3 separate regions of the Mus musculus genome follow, and all the other regions are linked to region 3. Evidence: chromatin contacts called from public Hi-C and HiChIP or PLAC-seq data. All regions are on one chromosome and are shown on one strand. The core of a region is the stretch at or near the end of the contact, and the rest is flanking DNA. Distances in the headings are between cores, read along the strand shown. Region 1 has its middle 37 kb from the start of Gm29960. Region 2 has its middle 66 kb from the start of Gm29960. Region 3 overlaps Gap43 (growth associated protein 43).

What was found. Hi-C and Micro-C count contacts between places; a contact is called where the count stands out from the background. HiChIP or PLAC-seq counts read pairs in DNA pulled down with a chosen protein or histone mark.
Region 1: a contact with region 3 is called in a Hi-C map of ventral hippocampal neurons, with 1.6 times the contacts expected there. The contact joins two enhancer-like sites. A contact is called at or near these places in 1 of 39 promoter capture datasets (hippocampal neurons), 5 of 484 Hi-C or Micro-C datasets (cerebral cortex, cortical neurons, differentiating embryonic stem cells and 1 more), 1 of 115 datasets of contacts at active chromatin or transcription factors (embryonic stem cells) and 2 of 9 other capture datasets (adipose tissue and embryonic stem cells).
Region 2: an H3K4me3 HiChIP or PLAC-seq map of embryonic basal ganglia shows a contact between it and region 3, with 4 times the contacts expected there. The contact joins two enhancer-like sites. A contact is called at or near these places in 1 of 484 Hi-C or Micro-C datasets (cerebral cortex), 5 of 115 datasets of contacts at active chromatin or transcription factors (embryonic basal ganglia, embryonic stem cells, forebrain and 1 more) and 1 of 9 other capture datasets (embryonic stem cells).

What each region holds. Positions count from the first base shown.
Region 1 is chr16:42,613,846-42,618,353 of GRCm38.p6, reverse strand. No RefSeq gene overlaps it. Among named protein-coding and RNA genes, the nearest start is that of Gm29960, 37 kb to the left of the region's middle. Within about 2 kb of position 2,238, at least 10 of the 459 cell types and tissues checked have an H3K27ac peak or open chromatin away from gene starts, as enhancers often do. A contact at or near this core is called in ventral hippocampal neurons, where this site is marked.
Region 2 is chr16:42,715,974-42,720,529 of GRCm38.p6, reverse strand. No RefSeq gene overlaps it. Among named protein-coding and RNA genes, the nearest start is that of Gm29960, 66 kb to the right of the region's middle. Within about 2 kb of position 2,304, at least 65 of the 459 cell types and tissues checked have an H3K27ac peak or open chromatin away from gene starts, as enhancers often do. A contact at or near this core is called in embryonic basal ganglia, where this site is marked.
Region 3 is chr16:42,267,604-42,272,195 of GRCm38.p6, reverse strand. The region is part of intron 2 of Gap43 (growth associated protein 43); the gene reads left to right. Among named protein-coding and RNA genes, the nearest start is that of Mir6540, 34 kb to the left of the region's middle. Within about 2 kb of position 2,700, at least 62 of the 459 cell types and tissues checked have an H3K27ac peak or open chromatin away from gene starts, as enhancers often do. A contact at or near this core is called in embryonic basal ganglia and ventral hippocampal neurons, where this site is marked.

The DNA of each region.
Region 1 (4,508 bases), core at 989-3,488, 350 kb before region 3:
GGTAAAAGGAGAGAACAAACAGATTCCCATGGTCTTTCTAACTTCCATACTAGTTCTCTCTCTCTCTGTCTCTCTCTCCTCTCTCTCTCTCTCTCTCTCTCTCTCTCTCTCACTCACACACACACACACACACACACACACACACACACACACACACACACAGAGAGAGAGAGAGAGAGAGAGAGAGAGAGAGAGAGACTTTTCTATTGCTGAGATGAGAAACAGTGGCCACAGCAACTCTTCTCAGAGAAAGCATTGAATTAGGAGCTTGCTTACAGTTTCAGAGGTTTAGTCCATTATCATCATGGCATAAAGCATGGCATGCAGACAGACCACTGGAGGGTCCTCTCACGTTGGTATAAAGTTAGATACAACCAGTACGAGTATAGGAAGGTGGTGAAAAAAGCTGGTGCCTGAATATACGAAAGAAAGAAAGAAAGAAAGAAAGAAAGAAAGAAAGAAAGAAAGAACGAAAGAAAGAAAGAAAGAAAGAAAGAAAGAAAGAAAGAAAGAAAGAAAGAAAGAAAGAAAGAAAGAAAGAAAAGAAAAGAAAAGAAAGGGAGGGAGGGAGGAAGAAAGAAGAAAAGACAGACAGACAGACAGAAAAACAGGTGTAACCTGAGTGTACCTTTGTAGAGAAATTTTAGTTGGGAAAACTGGGTAGGCCCTTAAATATTGATTGGTTCGTTTTAGACTCAAGAGCTGAGGCAAACCTTAAAAACTGTAGGCTGTCATTCTACCCTTTATAGCTAACAAGGGGGTCTCTCAAAGAGTTCAGAAGGGCACGATAATATAAAGCAATGGCAATGCACACATGTGCACACATGCACAGAAACATTCAGACCAAAACATGAGCAAGGAGTGACTGTATTGGTCTGAGCAGTAGAATTTGTGAATGGATATTTCTGGTTTTGACTGTTTTGGCACGTGTGTGTGTGTTATGTGTGTGTGTTGTGTTTGTGTGTGTGTGTTGAGGATGTGTGAGTGTATGTAAGCCAGAGGTTGACACTGGTTGTCCTCAACCACTGTGGACTTGTTATATGGAGGCAGAGACTCACTGAATCAGGAACTTTGGTCTGGCTAGTCATGATGTTTGGCATAAGCCTCGGATGCCCTGTTTCCACTTCCTGAATGCTGATATACAGTTTAGAGCAGGATGCCATGCCTGCCTGGCTTTTTTGTGGGTGCTAGCATTGGAATTCTAGTCCTCAGACTTGGGGAGCAAGCACTTTTCTCCACTGGGATGTCTCTCCATCTTACAATATTGCTTTTTTTTAAAATAACATTCTACTTTACAACAGAAATACTTTAGCAAGTGCATGTATTACTATAAATCTGAAGAAGTTGATGAATTCAGTAATATTTTCTAGTCATTACTGATCTCTCTCTGGTCAGAGCTCATGTCTGTCATGTTCAGAGTTGTTTACCCTTCCACCTGTTAAGAGATCTTCCCTGCTCTTTCTATATAGGTTTCCATTGTCTGCTATAACTTAGTCATCTTAATTGTCCTGTGTTATTTTGTACATACTAATTACTTGAATTAGGAGTTGTAACCTATCAGTATTACATACTTACCTCTTGCCTCCCCTCACTATGAAATCAACTCCAAGTAAGCAAGACTTCGTTCCTAGACTTCTATTCCTGCCTACCCATAGCATTTCTGGTGTATGGTAAATGCTCAATACCTATTTGTTAGATGGTCCAATGAATTGTAAATAACATTAAGAAGGACTGGGGCTACATATTGATCCATTTTGATTAGAACACAAATTGAGTCTCTCTAGCATATGTGTGGCTTCATTTACTTTTTTTTCGTTTAATACATTGCACAGTTGGTGGCTTCTCTATAGAAGACCTCTTTTGTAAAAGATAGAAAGGCAAGGTTTATGATGTCCTCATGAAGCTTACAATTAATTGGGAGGAACAGAAGCATGGTTCTTGACTAGCCAGCCCACTACTGACTGAGGAGTCCTTCAACCAAGAGAGGTCAGGCTGGGGTGAAGGGAAGTGTGATATTGTTTCTATAGCTGGTGGGGTGCAGGGAGTCCTACTCCCCCATATTGAAAGACAGACTCTTGGGAACCACCTTCACCTCCTAACTCCTGGGATACACCCCACATAGGGAGGATTCTCGTGTGTTATCTCTTCTGCTGGGTTTTCTCTCCCATATGGTTTTGCTGGCTCCCCTGAAGCTCTAAAGCATGGAAGGAGTGCTGCCATAAGTTCCAGCTGGCTCGTGGGCCCCGTTTTCTCACCTCCTTTCTGCCAACCCTGTGTCAGAAAGCTGGGCCTCATTCCCATTATCTAGCCTTATTCAGAGTATATTCCCTGAACACAGTCAACCTTAGAATGGGGGAAGGAATGTAATCAGGAGTGATGATTTTCCTAATAATCTTTGGATCTTTGGCCTGGAAACCTTTACTAATAGTGACTCATTTCTTTGAATTAATGCATTAGCCTTCTTTGGCATTCTAGTGTTTCTGATGATAAACAAGGGGGCTTAATGAAATATTAAAGCAATAAAGAAGGAGATAACCAAAACATTTTAAATCTTAGTGTGAAAATGGGAACTAGGTATTTGGCAGGGATCCGGTGTGTGTGTGTGTGTGTGTGTGTGTGTGTGTGTGTGTGTATGCTTGTGCATGTATATGTATGTATGTGTGCACTTGTGTATGTGCATGCATGCATGTGTGTGTGTGCTTGTGTACACGTATGTGAATTGGTGTGGTGTGTATGTGTGCCCACATACACATGCACACACACACACACACACACACCTGTGCATGTGTGTCCATTGACAGGATAGAGACAGTGATCCCACAGAAAGTGGATTGGCTGCTGTCTATGATTAAGTTTCCTGAATCCTACCTGTCTCTGGAACAGGCATCCTTATCACAGGTCATCAGCAGACTGAACCATGGAGCACTTAGTTTTAACTCAGGGAGACCACGTTTTTTGATACCTCTTTTTTTTTTTACAAGTGGAGGAGTCAAAGGTCTTGGTTCTGGGGTTGACTTGCTTCTTGTTTTATTGTCGAGCATGAAACAATATATCTTTAAGTAGCAGTTTATGCGTTCCTAGGAGACAGATGGCAAAAGTATCTGCTTCATAGAATTATAAAGATTAAATGAGCTAAAGTAGTAAAGCACATAGCAAAATCCTTGGCTCACATCAGGAACTTGATAAATACTGGCTATTTAAAGTGGAGTTATTAAAGGGAAAATTTTCATACCAAATGGAGTTGTGAATGGCTCTCCTGATGCCTGAGATATTGGACCAGCCAGCATCCTCTCAGCCCTACTTTTCTCTGCATTTAAATTTTCATATCTTCAAAATGATCTTGACAATTCATTTTACCTACAAACTCCCCAAGAACAAATCACTTCAAAAATTAAGACAATTAATCTTAGATGAGACATTGTGTCCTAGGGTATCTTCAAATCCTAATAACTTTGGAGTGCATAAAAGAGCTAGAGAAGATGCATTTGTGTGAAATATTTGGATTTTGTGATCCTAAAATTATTGCTTACCTGTTTCTCTTGAGATGGCCTGCTTTTCCATTGGCTGGAATAGAGCAAGAGTCAGAACCTGAGCCTTTGAAGACACAAGGTTCCTTAAAATGTCTAACTTGAGATTTGGAAAACTTACTGAGTGATTCTAACATGCTACCCAGTTCTTCTATTCTTAAAGGCTAAGGAGAGGTATCAACATTTTTCTTCCTGTCTTGCTCTAGCAGCAGATATGGGCTCAGAACTGATATTTAAAGGCTGAGACCTAGTGATGAAGCTGCTGCTATTGTTTAACTAAATATATAAAATGTACCCATGAGACTATGCTCTAAATAATTATATTTATGCCTATAGATTATTAGTTCTGTCAACTTTGTACAGAGAAGCCTCCTCTTGTAGTGGGTAGTAGTTAATGCAGAGTCTCGTCACTGCTCAAAGTGTTGAGAATAAGGAACCTTGAGTGTGTAGCCTTAATGGGAAATGCATAGCACTTCCTCCAAGGCTTATAGAGTATCATGACTATGGGGACAGAAGGAGCAAGAGACAGAGGACGAGGTCTGGAATCTACCTTCTGGAATGGCATGGAATTTGCATTTGAGAGCTCATGGAAGCAGATTATCTGTATAGGACACATACAAGATTGGACTTGCAGACATCCCATCAGGAACTTGGAAAGGCTTATGAGTCTGCAGTCCTTTTTAAGGAATTACTGGCTGTTAATGGCGCTAGGGGAAAAGGAGACGTTTTATTGAGTGGCACGGCCACTAACTGGTAAGTTTCCTATGTCCCTATAAATAGCCCCTTCCCCATGATTATGTAAGTAGCTCTACTTAAAAATCATTGAATCACTAGAACAAACAACAAAAGTCATAACAGTAGAAGGGGACTTACTAGGAAGACAATGGATTAGTGCAAATTGGAGGAGGACACGAGGGATAATGGAGGAATGCGCATGATCAATACATTATAAACATGTATGAAAATATTATAATGAAACCT
Region 2 (4,556 bases), core at 1,055-3,554, 450 kb before region 3:
CCATTGTGGAGGACACAAGTTAAGTTCCTAGAACCATGTTGGGTGGTTCACAACCACCTGAAACTCTAGCTCCAAGGCATCTGACACCTTTTACTGACTGTTGCAGATACCCACATGCACACACACACAGACACACAGACACACACACACACACACCACACCCCATAAATAAATGAATAATAAAATAGAAATAAGTAAAATACATTTTAAAAGTTAACAAATAAGTAGTCCACGCTATTTTGTGTATACATCGAGTATTTCCAATGTGGTTGTGTGTAGAGAAAATTTAGTAGCTATGTTCTTATGTATCTAAGACCAGGCAGCACTGTTGGAGCCTTTGACCCCTGTGGGTTCCTTGTAAGATGCAACTTTTTTTTTTCCCCCAGAACAACTGTCTTTGTGAGCTGGGAAGTCTTGACTCTTAGCCTCCACCCTCCTGCCCTTGAGGTTACTGCTCAACAATAGGTTTGAAAGCCTTTCCCCGGGGCTTTCTTTCACATTGACCTCAGGAGCACCTACTTTGTCTCTCTCTCTCTTCTCCATCCATTACTATTCTATAGAAATCCTGCCTTGCAATAATCCAGCAGCCTAGGATTGGTTGTGAAAAAGGTCCTGTCACCTCTGTTCTCATGTGACAGGTAAACTGAGGAAACTCAGTTTGTTTTCTGAGTTTCTGAGTTTGTTGGTCTCCCAGGTGTGAGCTCTGAAGCAAGTATTTCAAACACAGATAGGTAATTCTATTGAGGGGGTAAAATTTTTTTTCTTTTTTTTTTATTACGTATTTTCTTCAATTACATTTCCAATGCTATTCCAAAAGTCCCCCCCCCCCACTCCCCTACCCACCCATTCCCATTTTTTGACCCTGGCATTCCCCTGTACTGGGGCATATAACGTTTGCCTGACCAATGGGCCTCTCTTTCCAGTGATGGCCGACTAGGTCATCTTTTGATACATATGCAGCTAGAGTCAAGAGCTCTGGGGTACTGGTTAGTTCATAATGTTGTTCCTCCGACAGGGTTGCAGATCTCTTTAGCTCCTTGGATACTTTCTCTAGCTCCTCCATTGGGGGCCCTGTGATCCATCCAATAGTTGACTGTGAGCATCCACTTCTGTGTTTGCTAGGCCCCAGGGTAGTCTCACAAGGGACAGCTATATCACCGTCCTTGCAACAAAGGCTTGCTAGTGTATGCAATGGTGTCATCGTTTGGAGGCTAATTATGGGATGGATCCCTGGATATGGCAGTCTCTAGATGGACCATCCTTTTGTCTCAGCTCCAAACTTTGTCTCTGTAAGAGAATTCTTGTTCTAACTAAGCAAGGTTCTGAGAAAAGAAAAGAAAAAAAAGATATTAATCTGAGCATTGATCTCATTTGGCTTTTGTTTTAGGAAAATCTGTTTCACATCACTCTTGTACCTTTCTATTGGTAAAGTACAGGAGAAATTATCTTCAAGGCTACCAGGTAACCTCTTTTGGCCCTGGGATAGAAACCTCAAGAATATGACATGACATAGATTGGAGGCAGGAACATTGGCAGTGAAATGCATCCTGGGACAATTAGGGAAGGAAGGGTCATGAAAAAGCAAAGAGAACTCAACCAACAGGTCTCAAGAAAGAGCAAGCTAGTGTTGATTTTTCTGCCAGTGTGCAGTCACTCACTGAGGTCACACCTGAGGTGAAGTCCAGTATCACCAACTATTTTAGCATTCTGTATCTGAAACTGTGCAGTAGGAAGAGCCCCAAGTTGAAACATGACCTCTTCTCGAACAGCACCACACCCTCCATTTCGGTGCCTCTACAGGAATAAGCACGATCATTTCTTCTGCTTGACAAGTGTGATCCACAAATCTCTAAAGAATTCTACTGTGCTAAATATTCACGAGGGTGTCTGACGGGGTAAGGCTAGGGAGATTACGCAGATACAGAAGAGAGCCAGGCAAGACATATAAAATGTGTTCTTGTTCACGTTGACAAAACAGGAAGGAAGTTCACTCATATATATGAAAGATTTTACTGGGACTTATGGGTAAAATAAATTTAACATCCTGATTATTAACATTTTTGGCACTAATTCCAACAAACAATAAGATTACAGAGACAGTGTTGTGTGGCTCATAACAACATGATTCCCTTCCTATTTAACTTCATTTTACTTAAAACATTTTTTTTTTTTTGCGTAAGGTATTTGGAGAAAGTATTTCTGTTTCCTAGTGAGAGAGAGGCCCCACCCCTTTCTTCATGGTGTGATGATTTCAGTCCAAACGCATCCAGTTTCTGGAAATGGCAAGTGAGACACTTGTTGCCATGGTGATTGTTAATAGTTCTGACTCAGATATAGTGTTGCCATAGCAACTGCATTGAAGCCCTTGGGAGGTGGTGCAGTCTCTCTCTCTCTCTCTCTCTCTCTCACTCTCTCACTCTCTCTCTCTCTCCATTTTTTTTTATCAGCAGAAAGAGGCTAAGAAGAACCATTTTAGTAGCTTCTCTCTGCTCTGCAGTGACGAAGCTTTCAAGGCTATTTCATCCATATGAAAGATTGTCCTGTTTCTGTGCTGATGGGGCAGACTCGCGTTGCTCTGCACTCTGCAGGAAGAATAAAGTCCCATGTATCACAGTAGCAAGCATATTACCTGCCTTTTAATGCGTTTTCATTTTGACCGTAATGGTTTCTAGTAACACAGGTCATCTCAAGTGACTAGATTAAGAATCTTCAGTGTCACTGGCAAGACAAGAAGAGCAAAGGTCAAAGCCTGAATAGGCAAACTTCATTGAGTTGCAGGCTGCCTCTGTCCCCTCTGCCTCTTCCCTGTGAAGATGGGAGGCATGGGGACAGACCTCTTTAGATCAACTAGGCTTCATTCTCTAGATTGTATACTTGTAAACCAGCATACACATACTTGGCTTTTAAAATGCGATCAGCACGCTGAAGGCCTTCAATATAAATATCACAAGCAAATGAGTAGACAGTCAGACAGCAGACATTAGTGTTTATTCATTCATTTCCCCGGAGACCACTCATCTAATTTTGCATCTCTGCAAGGCTTTTACTACATTCTGTTGTGCTCAGAGCTGCAAGCGGTCAGCAGGTCCGAGTTCTTGCTACTCTGAACCATGGGGCAGCTCTCTCACATCAGAGCCTATTCCAGTTTTCCGGTGTGGACTTCTGACATGGGGAGCAGCTGGAATGGGATTTAAGTGGCACTCCTCTGTGCAGCCTTGTCTCTGATCAGCAGATAGACAGAGCATCTCTAGACTGTCCTTGTGCTAAACAGGGACCGAATGCTCTGTAAGCCATGGGCCGAATGCTTCAAGGGGCTTCTCTGGTAGTCTGTCCTCAACTATCATGTTTATGGCCCCTCCCTTGTGCTCTCAGACTAAGATATTTTCTCCCCCGCTCCTTTTTTTTTTTTTTTTTTTTTTTTTAAGTAAAGCCCTCCTTGAGCATGACAATAATGTCCTTTTCTTTGTACATCTCACTGGGTTTAGCAGCCTGGCTCCATTTTACAGAAACCTAGTGAGACCATATTACATAAAGGAAAAGCAAATTAGGTGTGTGTTGACCTTGACTTCTATGTACCTTTTGATGGGGTTCTCTCTTCCTGCCACTAGAGGTAATACCTAGTTACCTAGTTACCTAGTTACAATGGGGGAAATATGGATGCTAGTGGGGAAGGCTGGCATTAATGGGAGCATCACCTAGATGCTGGAGAGGATGGTCCCTGAGCAATGACAAGCTTGGAATTCTATTGAAGATGCTTCTTAGGTCTGTGTAAGGGACCAGATGAGGTTTGGTAAATATTTGTGGAATGAGCGATTTTTTATTTCCTGGAATCCATAAGTGTTGTACACGGATTGATGACTGCAGAGAGTGGGCTCCATTTTCCTGCTTCTCAGTGTTTCCTGCACAGCTGGAAACTGTTCCAAAATGCTAGCTATATGCTAATGCACAATCTACCTCTCGTTAGTTTGGTATCGAAGAAAGATTCCTCCCTTAAATAAGAATCTTTTTGCAACCAGCTTACCAGGGTGGGCTCCCATGTTATGATGTGGTACTTTAAATGTTTGAAAATATCTGAAACCCTTCATTTCCCATCTTAATATTTCATAGCTCCTTCCTTGTTAACTGGTTGCTAATTTTTCATAGATTTGATTCAGGGCTGTTGTTCCTTCTTTTTTTCATCTTTTCCTTAATTGAATTATTTTGAATGAATGGAGAGGGCTGGAGAGATGGCTCCCTGGGGAAAAAGCATTTGTTGCATAAACATGAGGACCTGGGCTAATCCCCAACACCCATGTAGAAATCTACATGTGGCCCCACACACCTGTGATGCCATCACTGGGGGTGAGGGGCAGAGACAGGAGGATCACTGTGGCTTGCTGGCTGATGGAAGATCCTGTCCCTCAATGGAATAAGACAGTGAGTGATACGGTAGGATGCCTTTTGTTTCTCCTACATGTGTGCACAGCTGGACACACATGTGTTTAACACACATGGATTTTAAAAAGGATTGGAAAGCTGACTTGAAATACATTTAAGGAGCTTTTTTTCATTGAATG
Region 3 (4,592 bases), core at 1,451-3,950:
CTCAAAGATATCACCTAGGTGGCAAAGGAGACATGCTCACTTTTACTTGGTGTGTTTCGTCCCTTTTTACCACGCAGGTGCTTCTTCTCTTTGCCTGGATAGATTTCCCCCCATCTTCCTTTGCTTTTGTAGACTCTTTGATAATTCAGATCATTACCCATGCAGGTATGGCACCAAAGCGCTGGATCTTGTTTCACAGTCTCTCTCTCTCTCTGTGCATGGAGGAGCAGTCATAGGTCAGGCACATTGCCTCATCCTCCTAAGACAAAGGATACATAAAGGGCAGGCAGCAAGTTTCACCAATCCAAAGGTTTGGGCTTGAATGTAAAATGTCCTATACAGTGCATGTGTTTAAATAGTTGGTCCCAACCTGGTGAAAGGTTGTGGGATCTTTAGGAGGGGTAGACTTTCCAGATGTGGTTCATGGGGCAATGGAGCAATGGAGCGTGAGATTTTAATGCTCATCTCCATTTCCCCATTGACTCTCTGCTTCTTGATTATGGACACAGGGTGACCCGGCCCCCTCACAATTCTGCCCCCACGTCTTCATCAATGTGGTGGACTCTTATCATTTCAGGCTGTAAGCCAGAACAAATTATTTCTCTCCTAACTTGCTTCTTGTCAGATGTGTGGCCACAGCAGCAAGAAAAATAAGTAAGGCATGGTTTTATTTCAGCCATTGGGGATTCTTCACTGACTGAAAATAGATGTGTAAAACTCACATTTGCATCGGAGTGAGCTCTCTTTCTCTCATGGTGAATCAGCAAATCAAAGCTGTGGAAGCTTTTGTGTCTATGAAGCTTCTGTGGATTCAAATTTTCTATGCCATAAATTATGATTAGCTCAGCATTTACCCAACAGTGGTTCTGTTTTAGTATATTGAATGTTCTTACATGCTGACTACATCCCAATGTAATTTAAATATTTAGTGAAAGGGCCCATTGTATGAAAGCCTACACAATATATATAAACATATGTATATATACATATGATGCTTATACATAGATAAAGATTAAACTAAAAAAGCATACTGTCATACATATAGCAGTTTGTATGCATGCACACATGTGTGCACACACATGCACACATATGCATTCAGGACACTCAGCTTTGAGTGATGTCTGTTACTGTAAGAATGATTTGAGTTCACAATTCAGGTAGTTTTATAATGGCTCAGAAGTTATGGCAAGACAGTTCCGTTCTTGACAACGGGCGCACATGGCCTAGACTATTCATATCCTGTGGACCAGTAAAGAGAGGGAGCAGACCAGGTACCACAGGCCAGCCCTCCTATAATTGTCAAAATCTTGTCTACAGTGACCTCCTATTTTCCAACAAGGCCCCGCCTCCTGAAGATTCTGCAGTTTCCTAAAATACTATTACCATCCGGGAAACAACTATTCCAGATGGACTCCTATGAGAGACATTTTAGATTCAACACATAAGTGTTGGTCATCATCTATAGATTAAGTTTAATGTTATCTATTAGCGATGCCTGATTAAAAAACACCTGTGAGCCGGGTGTGGTGGTGCACGCCTTTAATCCCAGCACTCGGGAGGCAGAGGCAGGCGGATTTCTGAGTTCGAGGCCAGCCTGGTCTACAAAGTGAGTTCCAGGACAGCCAGGGCTATACAGATAAACTCTGTCTCGAAAAACCAAAAAAAAAAACAAAAAAAACAAAAAAAAAAACCACCTGTGACCTAGAAAACAGCAGTGAACTCAGTGAGTGTTCCTTTAGATGTGGACTGTAGTTAGGAAAGGTGCCTGTGAAAAGACAGAACACTGAGGCCAACAATGAACCTCGTCTGTATGAGTTAGGGGTAAACTCTGATGAGCAAGGACTGTGGGTCGCATTTATGGGTGGCTGCATTTAGAGAGTGAAGAGATGTAGCCAGGGTGTGAATTGGGACGGAGAGGGTGATGGGAGAGGCAAGGGGTGAGAGCTTCAGTGCAACCTGAAAATCCCAATCCAATAGGAAGCTGTGACAGCAGGGACCAGGGCGCCAGCAAGGGACTGGAAAGCTCCCGAGTCTGTGGACCGAGACTTTCCCATGACAGTAGACTTCGTGTGAATAAGAGAACAAAATACCGTTGTGTGGTTAATAGTTTTGTCCTAAACTGGAAACCTATCATTCCTTAGTCAATTCTTGGCATAGTCACCACCTTCTCTTAGTCAAACTGCTGCCTAACCCTGACATATAATTTGGGTAAGTGGGAAGAATACAAGTGTGTGTGTGTGTGTGTGTGTGTGTGTGTGTGTGTGTGTGTGTGTAGAGCTGTGATTAACTGTCACTGCTGAGTACTTGAAATGTGGCAGCCATTCTTGGGGATTTCCTACCCCCAAGACTTGGGTTGATGCTTCTCCATTGAGTCTGTTGACTGTGGTAAGCATTGGCTCACTAAAGTACTTCGGCACTGGCAGGAGGTTGACAGGAATATAATCACTCCAGCTCAGCTATTTGTCTTTAGCAACCTGTGTCCTGACACCTGTTGGGAACAGCAGATTTATAGCTTGTCACCATGAGTAAGGTGTTTGAGAGAAACTGGAACGGGCTTAATGTTACCCTTTCACAAAATACTTTTGTTTTCCCTTATTGTGTCCCATGTTATTGTAACACCCTGTATCTATTCCATCTATCCCAACCCTTGTCTGCCTCTCCCCACCACCAAGCTCCCACCCAGATCTCCAGAGAATCACTGCTACTCAATCCATCAGCCAAAGTTAGTGGGTTCCCATGGCAACCAGGCAGCTGGTGTCTAGACACTCAGAGAGAAGCTTTGCAATTGAACTGCAAATCTAGATTCTAACACACCCTCTCCTCTCCCCCCCACCCCTTTCCTCCCATTTCCCTTTATTTACAACAGGCATTAGTGCCAACACTGGCTGAGGTTTCCTTTTGACAGACCATTAAAGGAAGGAGGGGGAAGAGAGAGCAGAGCTGGTGAGAAACCCAAATGTACTGTCTTGTCATGTCAGTTCAGTAAGAGGACAACTGAGCTGACAGGCTGATTGCATTTGCTCTTTTTTTTTTTTCTCACGAAGGATTTTATTTAATTAAAATATTTTAAATTAGAAAACAGTGCCACTAGTCCAATGGGAGATATAAGCATCTTTAAAAGCCAATAAAAGCCTTTTCAGGGTAAGGCTACAGCTGATACACAGGGGTGAGGCAGAAGTTTTCACTGGCAGCAGGCAATCAATATAATTTCTCTTTCTATGAGGCTCGGGGGGAATTACATGTCTTTGATATTATAGGAAAATACAAGAAAGAGCTTTAAGTGACACCTCATATCTATAAAAGTCAAGTTGAAATCTTTATTTCTCTTGAGGAAAAGAAAAGCTGTCCTTAACAACCAGGGTCTATTCTGGTTTTTAGTCTTTGTCGAATTCTCCTGTGTATATAAACATTTTACAAAGCACAAAAATTAGGCAAAAGTACTTTTTATAGGACAACTAGGAGTGAGTCTGAACACAGTCTAAGTATAAACAATGTCCAAATACAAAATGGACAGCTATGTCCTTAGCCCGGTTGCATAAACAATTAGGTTTTTGTACATGATATTCATTGAGGTGTCCAGTCATAAAACTACCCATCCTTGACATGACTCCAATGTGGAACAGTGTTGGGCTTCCTTGCATTCATCTCCACTTCACCAAACACAAACTCAAAGAAATAATTTCTGATTCTTCTGAGATGTCTCTGCATGTTTTCATGGTTGTGACCTGTCAATAATCCCTGAAACTCCCAGCAGTCTCTGGATAGAGAATGTTGATGCTCCATCAAATTTCTTTGTTCCCTTGAATGAAATGTATGAAAGGTATTTTCTCATATATTTTTATTCCATACTGTGTGTGTGTGTGTGTGTGTGTGTGTGTGTGTGTGTGTGTGTGTGTGTATCAACTGAATTTTGAGATTACCTTCTAAAATCTTATTTTTAAAAAAATCACCTAACTTAGAAAACAAAATTAGGGCTGAAGAAATAGCTTTGAGGGTAAAGAGAAATTGAAGTCCTGAGGTCAGATTTTCCAAATCAAACCAGACATACTAGTATGTGTCTGTAATATCTGAGCTCCTGTGACAGACGAGATGCAGAATAACAGACTCTCCAGCAACTTGCGTGACAGGTAGTCTGGTGTATGGAGTAGCAAGTAATGAGGAACCCAGTCTCAAACCAAGTGGCAGGCAAGAGCTGACACTTGAGGCTGCCCTATGACTTCATATGCACACTGTGAAATGTGTGTGTCTGCTTCTTCACCTCTCTGCCTCTGTCTCTGTCTCTGCCTCTGTCTCTGTCTCTCTCTTTGCTTCCCCCTCCCCTCCTCCCCATCTCAGAAACACACAAACACAAATATTCAAAGAGAATACAATTCATTAAACTGAGTTTTCCTTTATAACCTATCCCCTTTCCTAGTTTCCCCTCCAAAAATCTCCCATTCTCTCCCCCCTTCCCCTGCTCGCCAACCCACCCACTCCCATTCCTGGTCCTGGCATTCTCCTATACTGGGGCAGAGAACCTTCCTAGGCCTCTCCTCCCATTGATGACCGACTAGGCCATCCTCTGCTACATAAACAACTAGAGCCACAAGTTC